3 separate regions of the Mus musculus genome follow, and regions 1 and 3 are each linked to region 2. The links are chromatin contacts, called in public HiChIP or PLAC-seq maps. All regions are on one chromosome and are shown on one strand. The core of a region is the stretch at or near the end of the contact, and the rest is flanking DNA. Distances in the headings are between cores, read along the strand shown. Region 1 holds the start of Erich1 (glutamate rich 1). Region 2 overlaps Dlgap2 (DLG associated protein 2). Region 3 overlaps Dlgap2 (DLG associated protein 2).

Region 1 (2,700 bases), core at 121-2,620, 290 kb after region 2:
ATGGCAATGGGCTAGCAATGGACTTTTGCTTCATCTGCTACAACCTCCTTTTAACCGAGAGACAGAAGCCACTTCCTTGACATTTACATTGGGTCATTTCACTTCGAAGCTCAATGCATCAATTTTACACATCTCCGTTTGAAGTTGCTTCTTCCATGATCTTTACCAGTAAAGTAGAAGAAAGCAGCAGAGACCTATTATTAAATACTGATTTATTGATTCATTTCATGACTTATTCAAAGCACTGCTTGTCCTGCTTATTTGACAAGCATGTCTTTACTGGCTACTTGGAACATAACGACCTGGAGAAATAGCAGAAACATTGGGCTATGTTACCCTTAACAACCTGCTGACTGCCTCTTAGGCATCTGTAAAATTTCGCTTGCTTGCCCACCCCACCTTGTGGTTTTAGAGTATAAAACGCAAACAACAGACTGGAGCCCAACCAAGCCTTTCAGGAGCAACCCTGGCTTGAGTCCATCTGCGACATCTCTTCGCTTCTACTCTCACTGATGTCCGAGTGAGTGTTCCAGAGAGTCCTGCAATAGCAACAACCGCGCGCCTTCTCTCCTTCCAGATCCAAACCTGCGTTAGATAGGCTCTAAAAATGTTTTGAGCATTCTCTTCATAACATCAGGTCTTCCTCTTTCATCTTCTCAAAGATGAAACCCAAATCATTTGCTCCTGCATTATTTCCCTTCAAAGAGCCCATCTCTTTGGAATATGGTCCTTACAGTCTTCTTGGTCATGCTCCTCTATCTGACCTTTCATGAACGTTACCACCAGCTTGCAGACCATGTAGGAACTTGGCAGTCATGTTTCTGAAGACGCAGTTCAAGGGTGAAGACTCAATGTCAACAGGGAACAAGGGCTCCAGCGCGGTAACACAGCTGGTCTAAAAGCAAAGTGGAAGACGACACAATGAGAGGGATTCGTAGACGCGAAACAGATGGGAGCATCTCCAGCCGTGCAGCGGTACAACTGGCAGACGTGGTGAGGGGCGCGCGGAACGGATTGCAGGTGTCTGGGGAACCTTGCCTTGCTTCAAGCCTCCAGACCTTCCTTCTCTCCTCAGCAACCTTTCTCCAGCTTGCACTCCAAGTTCCGCAAGTGTGCAGAGCCGGTACTGTCCCCAGCTGTGTCTTGGCCCACGTCCATCACAGGGGCAAACCGCAAACCACAGGAGCAGAGCTTTCAGGCCGTCTGCCTTCCGCGCAGGCTCCAGAGCCAGGCTCCTAGAGGCAGAGTTTAAGCCACGCCCGGGCCGCATACGAACCAATCCGCCCCCGAATATGGATGATTGACATCCAGCGGCGGGGAATTCGGGTCCGGATTAGGCACTCCTAATATTGTGGGCGGGCCTACACGAGAGGAATCCGGAAGCGCCGCGCGACTGGTGGCGGCTGGGGCCAGAGATCCCGGCTGGGGTCCAGTATGTCTTCTCTTCGGAAGCAGGGTAGGCAGGAAGCGCGGAACGCGAACGGAGACTGGATCCGAGATACCCAGGGGTGGCGGACGTGGTAGGCTGATGGCCCTGAGCACTGAGGGATCGTAGGGGCTACAGGGACCTTGAGTGTCTAGGGCAAGATGGGACATGCTGGGCCCTGAGGTACCCTTCTTGTGGTGGCTTCCCCTTCCTGCTGGCTGGGTCTGGCGCTGTCGCAGCTTTTAGGGGCCTTCGTTCTCCCTGGACCACACTAGTGGAGCAGAGGCCTCACCGGACTCTGGGATCTTCTTTGCTGGGGCGGAGCTGGCGCGTGGGGATGGGGATTGGGGTGGTGGGTGGAGGACACAAGACCTAGAGTCTGGAGGATTGCCTTTACCTAGGGCAGCCAGGCCTGCAGTCATCTCTGGGTTAGTACCCTGAGGTCCTGAAGTGCAGTTCATGTGATAGGAGTAGAGAATATGAGACTTTTCTGTGTTTAAAACATGCTTCTCTCTTGTGAAATGGGAGGGAGGTGGAGGAGACGGCTAGTGGCAACTGTATATAGTTAATAAGTATCTGCTTAAAAAGCAGGAAACTAATTTCTCTGCAAGCAAGAAAACCATGAACAAATTAGTATAGTCCCCATCCTTAACTAGCGACTTTCCACTTCAGCCTCAGTGACTTAAGTTTCATCAAACTTTATGGGGGTGGGGCGGGGGGGGGGGTTGGAAGTAAGATGATCTCAGGGATCAGAAAGGACAGATATAACCCTTTCAAAACAGTCTGATCTGATGTTGTGTTTCAAGATGAACATAAGTGTTCTTTACTGAGCAGCAAAACCTTTTTCTAATCCTTGCAAGGAAGAGGATACAAACACTTTATAGGTTCAGCTGTTTCCTGGGTTGACGCCACACCCTGTGCTTTCTCTTCTTGAATTCCCTTCTATGTTCGAGATGCTTCAAAACTTGGCATTAAATGCAAGGAATTATATCATCTATAAAGCACCTCGCCAACTTTAAGACTCTTTTTAACCTCAGTAAATTAAGGTAAAATGCAGGAAAGCTTTTGGTCGTTTTAATCAGACACTAAACTACTCTCTGAAAACAGTCTCTTTTTCTGTTGAAGAGACTATATGACAGAATTATCAGGTAAAATGTAAATAGTTGAAGGATACTGTGTTTTCCAAAGAGTGGGGCTTGTGAACCCAAAACATAAACCTGGAAGTAGGCATTTAAGCCTGAGAAGGCCAGCTAGGATGCCTCATGGTGGTTATA
Region 2 (2,700 bases), core at 30-2,529:
TGTGCGGAGAAAGACCACACCAGGCACACCTCATCTTCATCCCTGTGGCTCGCTCACCCAGAGGAGGCTGGGGACCAGCCACATCAGCTGGACCAGCTACACAGTTCCTCGCTGCAAAGGGGAAAAAAAAAAAAAACCTTCCTGGCTGGTGTGAAGCAGTTGGCTGGGTTCTCAGAGCTCCCTGTCAGACTGTGCACTCCAAAGCACGCTTTATTCAAAAGCTCAGCAAGTCCATGACACTTGCACACCATCTCCTCCTACAAAGCCAAGGAGGGCTACTTGGGGTAAGCGCGAAATTAGTGCTTTGGAAGGGGCTTTGGTTATAAAGACCGGGCACAGACAGCTCTTCCCAGCGGGTGTCCATCCCAGCACCTCTCCCCTCTTTCATCCTATTCAACTGCAGCTGGGAAGAGCTCAAAACCCTTTACTGCACTCAGCCACACAAAGGAAGCCCTCTCCGCAGGCTTCTCTCTCTTGCTAGCCTATGAAACACAGGTTTAATGACCTAAGGTCCCTGGATTTACTCATTCCCAGGGGATCACGGAACCCACAGCCCAGTTGCCACATCTTTGCTGAAATAAAAGGAGAGCCAGCCAAAACAGTGCTTGCATTACAGACTGCTCCAGTATCTGGTGACTATCGAAATGATGGTTAATTAGAGACAGAACTTGTCTGCCTAGGACAATGCTATGGTCCTGGATTGCTGTGCAAGACCATCTCCCCCAAGTCCCCCCAGAGAATGGAGGATGCTCCCTGGATTGCAGTGCTGTCTCCTGGCTGTCACTACCATCTATCAAGACATGAGTATTTCACTTACGAAAGCAGTACAACCCTAGGTCTATGAAACAGAGCAATGAAAGAAAAAAAAAAAACATAAAAAAAAAAAAACATGCTGCAAAGTACAGAGAGGTAAGCAGCTGTCGGTTTAGCTGGTCGAGTGCTGATCAGTTAAGTATCATTTCCCAGAGGCCACGGAACTAGTAAAGTCTACATCCAAGACACAGGGAAAGTGAGAAATGAGTCACCTTTGACTTACCGAAGCGAGACTCCTGCTGCACGCCTTGCAGCATCCGAATGTGAAGTGCAAGGCAGCTCCACAGCAGATGGGAAGCTATGCACGCAGAGGCACTTCAACCTCGCTGCAAAGGAAGGAGGAGGCCAGGGTGACCAAGTGAGTGGTCACAGCTCCAGTCAGCCTCGGCTTGGACTAGGCATCCACGGTACTCTGCAAAACAGGCACACTGCAGCACGGTGGCGGGCATAGGATCCCTATGCATGTCCCATATATTCAAGCGTAATAGAAAACATGGATCTGGAGTGGATTCCATGTGGATATGGGGGCTGCCTGGCACTGAGCGCTAAACGCAAGCTCTCTGCTGGTAACAAAATTAGCCATGGAGATGGACGCCTTGATTAGAGCACAGTGCTGTCCCCCGGGACAGCAATTACGGAGAGCAGGTGCTCTGTCTCTTGCTCTTTCAGATAAATGCCTATAATCTCATTTCACAAACGATCCCTATTTAGACAGGAGCCACCTATTGTGATGATATCATTTGCTCTAGTAGCCATAAATGGGCAACTTCCTACGAAGCGTCACAGAGCTGACGACACAGGTCTTCATAAAAGTGAGTGGGCAGGGTGTTCGGAGAGGCCCGTCTACACGAGCAACTCATGCTGAAGATTCCAAGCGCCCTGGCATCTGAGAAGTTGCAGGGGAAAGAGGCAAGCCTTCCACTCCAATCTTTCAGTATACCGGACTGGGCTAAGAACCAACTGTAAGCAGGAGGGGGAATGGGAGGGCAGACCAGAGACCGCTGGCATCTACACATCCTTACACCTGCTTCAGTTGCAGGTGTCCTGGTAGAAAATAACCTGATCACTTATGTTTGAAGTACAGAAACTCCACCCGAGGAGGCAAACATTACACACAAGAATCCTAGTAGAGTTAAGGGTGTGATCTGGTAAAGATAATGAGAACCTTATGTGCCCAGTGGATGGCCAAAGGACTATGCCTAAAACCTCATAATAGCAAAGTAACTTTCTCTAAAAGCACATGCAGAATAACCAAAGAGCTTGGGTTTATTAGAGCTTTGGATTCCTCCACCGACATGTCTACAGAGACAGTGGCTGGTGATGACCAAGGATAAGAGAATAGCCATTGAGCCTGGCCACTGTGCAAATACTGCAGGAGACATTCAGAAATACTGTCCTAGAAAAACCTCCCTGGATCTCCCTGAATTACTCCAGTGGCCTGACAGCTCACTTGGAAAAGGCAGGGTTTCTGCTAGACAATTCACTATTCATAGTACTGGCTTAGGACAGGACACACTATGTTTGGACCAAATTAGACTAACATACTCCTTTAAAGTACGTTGTGGCTCAACCATTTAAGCTGCAAAGTTTATAGTGTGCTGCTACTGGTCTGAGGGAATGTGCTTCCGGACCCCAGTGGGGAATCTGTGTTGAGGTTACTCAGTGTAAAGGAGTAGCCACAGCAAAACCTTGCTTTAATATTCATGATATGCGTACAGTAAATCTGGGCTGGAGAAATAACCCAGCAGTTAAAGAGCACCAACTGCTCTTGGAGAGGTCCTGAATTCAATTCCCAGCAACCACATGGTGGCTCACAGCCAGCTGTGATGGGATCTGATGTCCTCTTCTGGTGCATCTGAAGACAGCTACAATGTACTCATATACATA
Region 3 (2,700 bases), core at 100-2,599, 260 kb before region 2:
ATTAGTGATCAGTGTGGGAGGGCCCATTGTGGGTGGTGCCATCCCTGGGCTGGCAGTCTTGGGTTCTATAAGAAAGCAAGCTGAGCAAGCCAGGGGAAGCAAGCCAGTAAGTAACATCTCTCCATAACCTCTGCATCAGCTCCGGCTTCCTGACCTGCTTGAGTTCCAGTCCTGACTTCCTTTGGTGATGAACCAAGGTGTGGAAGTGTAAGCTGAATAAATCCTTTCCTCCCCAACTTGCTTCCTGGTCATGATGTTTGTGCAGGAATAGAAACCTGACTAAGACAAGGGGGAAGGAGGTGTGTGGAGGTACGCCATGTTTACAGAATGCCTTTGTCTGTCCAGATGCCTCACATTCTTTTGTAGCTTTTCAAGGCTGTGTGACTGTTATGCAGAAGGGTTACAAGCCCCCACCCCTGAAGAGAGCTGGCTCTGCAGGTGGTGAGAACCCGGTCTGACTGTGTGTGTCCTACCCATGACTCTAACTCAGGTATTCCTTGAGTGTCTCCATCACTCAGCCCCAATACAAGGGTCCTCTCCATAGTCTATGGCTGCTGGGGACACATAGCAAATCTTCTTGGGAGCCAGTCTGTCTGCTCCATGTTTAATTAGGGTCAGCCTGAGTAAGAAGATGGCCCAGCCGAGCTGTGGACAGTTTCATCCCAGCAAATAGCCCCATCTTAACTCTCCCAAGCTTTACCCCAATGTCCGAGCGCAGACCCAACTGGGCACTGTTTCTTCAATGACCTGCAAGAAATGGTTTGGAAAAAAACAAACAAACCAGGGCTTGGTAAGTTTCCCACTCTGCTTTTCTTCTCTGAAGAAAACCCCATATTTGCGTATAGGGTTTGAGCGTGTGGCTCTCAGGGCAGAATCATTCCCTGTTTCTGATAGGTCTAGGGTTCCTGGGAGCCCCAAGTCAGTCCCAGCTTACACTCTCCTGGTGAGAAGCAGGGCAGCACACAGGCCTGCTCTACCTGCTGCCCAAGTGGCTTCATCTCCCAGCACAGAAATCCAGTTTGGGTTCTCCTCTGCCTGTGATACAGTTCTGAGCATCTCGCCTGGATGTATGTTTGAAGAAGGCCAGACTGCCCAGTCTGCCGCTTGCAGTGTCCAGAGGTCAGGAGTTCTGCTGAGTTGATGACAACTCTGCACTAAGCGTGTGGGCTAGCTGGGTGACACCCAGGGCTCACAGGCCATCAAGTGTGACTGGCTGACAGTGTCATCCACGTCTTTCTAACGTAGACTTATGGGCTGGTTCCAGAGTCCTTCTACAAAGTATTCTTTGAAATGTGCTGTAGTACCAGGCCCTGGCCAGCTGTCTGTGCAGTGAGACCCTGGGGAGCCAGCGAACACACTTGTTTACTCTCCGCCAGAGTCATGTGCAGCCCGTGGCTGGCCCTGCCTCACAGTGAAAACTGCACAGGAACCCTCTCAAGAGATCTAAAACAGGCAGAGTGATTGGGGGCTTATATCCAAGGAAATCTTTTGAGAGTTTAGAGCCTAAAGTCATTAGATCTTATGGAACAAGAGAGCAGGGAATTGGAATTTACTTCACGGTCTGTCTGTCCCCCCTTGCCTGCTTCTGAGAGCTCGGACAATTGCTGTTGAAAGTCTGTAGGGGGGTGAAACCTGGTTGGATCATAGGGTGCTGTCTATACAGAAGGACACACAACCCTTGACATAGGAATCTGAGTATTCATGGGCTAGTTTCATGTCCTTGGCACAGTCAAGTCACACCTCATGATCCAGATTCCCAGGTCCCAGCACTGGGTTATGATAGCCCACTACTCTGAATCAGATCTCAGAGCACAGAGGGAATTCCAAGTATCTGCAGGCAACAGGCAGTGGGGTGAATGGGCCACGGCTGCCCCGTTCTTTTGTTCCCCCAAATCACAACATTGCCAATATGATGCATACAGAAGAGAGCAGCGTGGTACAAGTACTTTCAATATGATGCCTTAAAACATGTACTTTTTTCCCCATTAATAAACAGTCCTGAATTTAGAAATATAAAAAGAAGATAAGGTTTAATAACTTCAACATCTTTCACTCGCCTCTCATCTCTTTTGTCCCTCAGACAGCAGTTTTAAAAGAATATGTCCCCCGGATCTTCACGGGGCAATTAAAAACAAATGTTTAGACAAGGCCCGTCTCCTCAACAGGGCTCATCTATGGCCTCTAACCCCTTGAATTCAATGTGTGCAGCCTGTCTGCGTGTTTATCTGAAGCTTGGAGCAGCTCTGGAACGCAGAGGCCATTTCTCAGGCTAAATTTGGCAGCCGCTTTTGTGGAGAAAGCAAAACAAATCCGTGAAGAATGTTATGTGTGGCAGTCTTCGTTTCACAGCTGATCTTCACAAATGTCTTCGCCAAGGGGGGATGGGTGGGGACAGACATCTGTGCCTGTCACAAGGGTGTGTGCGGAAACTGTACTGCAGGTTCAGAATACCAGGTTCAAGTCCTCCTGATCTCTGTGCGGTGACTAGCCTGTCTGAAGGCTGTGGGATCGGGGTTGCTGACAAGCATCAAAGAGCTTATGGGATGGATGTAATGGCGGTCATATTTTGTAGATGGAGTCACCACACACATAAAGAACAACTGAAACAGGTGATTACATTATATAACATATAGTATGGAGAGAAGCAAATGTTTGCCTGGCCTTCTTAGTTATATGTATCTCATATATGTATATATGTAT

What was found. HiChIP or PLAC-seq counts read pairs in DNA pulled down with a chosen protein or histone mark.
Region 1: an H3K4me3 HiChIP or PLAC-seq map of forebrain shows a contact between it and region 2, with 4 times the contacts expected there. The contact joins the promoter of Erich1 here to the enhancer-like site in region 2. A contact is called at or near these places in 1 of 39 promoter capture datasets (hippocampal neurons), 2 of 484 Hi-C or Micro-C datasets (both in cortical neurons), 5 of 115 datasets of contacts at active chromatin or transcription factors (PVALB interneurons, SST interneurons, embryonic forebrain and 2 more) and 1 of 9 other capture datasets (adipose tissue).
Region 3: a contact with region 2 is called in an H3K4me3 HiChIP or PLAC-seq map of neural tube, with 5 times the contacts expected there. The contact joins two enhancer-like sites. A contact is called at or near these places in 1 of 15 datasets of contacts at CTCF or cohesin (the NIH/3T3 cell line), 3 of 484 Hi-C or Micro-C datasets (lens fibers, nephron progenitors and uterus), 8 of 115 datasets of contacts at active chromatin or transcription factors (astrocytes, differentiating embryonic stem cells, embryonic fibroblasts and 5 more) and 1 of 9 other capture datasets (embryonic stem cells).

The regions. Positions count from the first base shown.
Region 1 is chr8:14,088,997-14,091,696 of GRCm38.p6, reverse strand. It overlaps Erich1 (glutamate rich 1), which reads left to right and starts at 1,370. Exons shown (of 6, transcript NM_001034862.2): 1 at 1,370-1,456. The coding sequence starts at 1,435.
Region 2 is chr8:14,380,525-14,383,224 of GRCm38.p6, reverse strand. The region is part of intron 3 of Dlgap2 (DLG associated protein 2); the gene reads right to left. Among named protein-coding and RNA genes, the nearest start is that of Gm26184, 110 kb to the right of the region's middle. Within about 2 kb of position 1,279, at least 72 of the 459 cell types and tissues checked have an H3K27ac peak or open chromatin away from gene starts, as enhancers often do. A contact at or near this core is called in PVALB interneurons, SST interneurons, cortical neurons and 4 more, where this site is marked.
Region 3 is chr8:14,637,835-14,640,534 of GRCm38.p6, reverse strand. The region is part of intron 4 of Dlgap2 (DLG associated protein 2); the gene reads right to left. Among named protein-coding and RNA genes, the nearest start is that of C030037F17Rik, 130 kb to the left of the region's middle. Within about 2 kb of position 1,349, at least 53 of the 459 cell types and tissues checked have an H3K27ac peak or open chromatin away from gene starts, as enhancers often do. A contact at or near this core is called in neural tube, where this site is marked.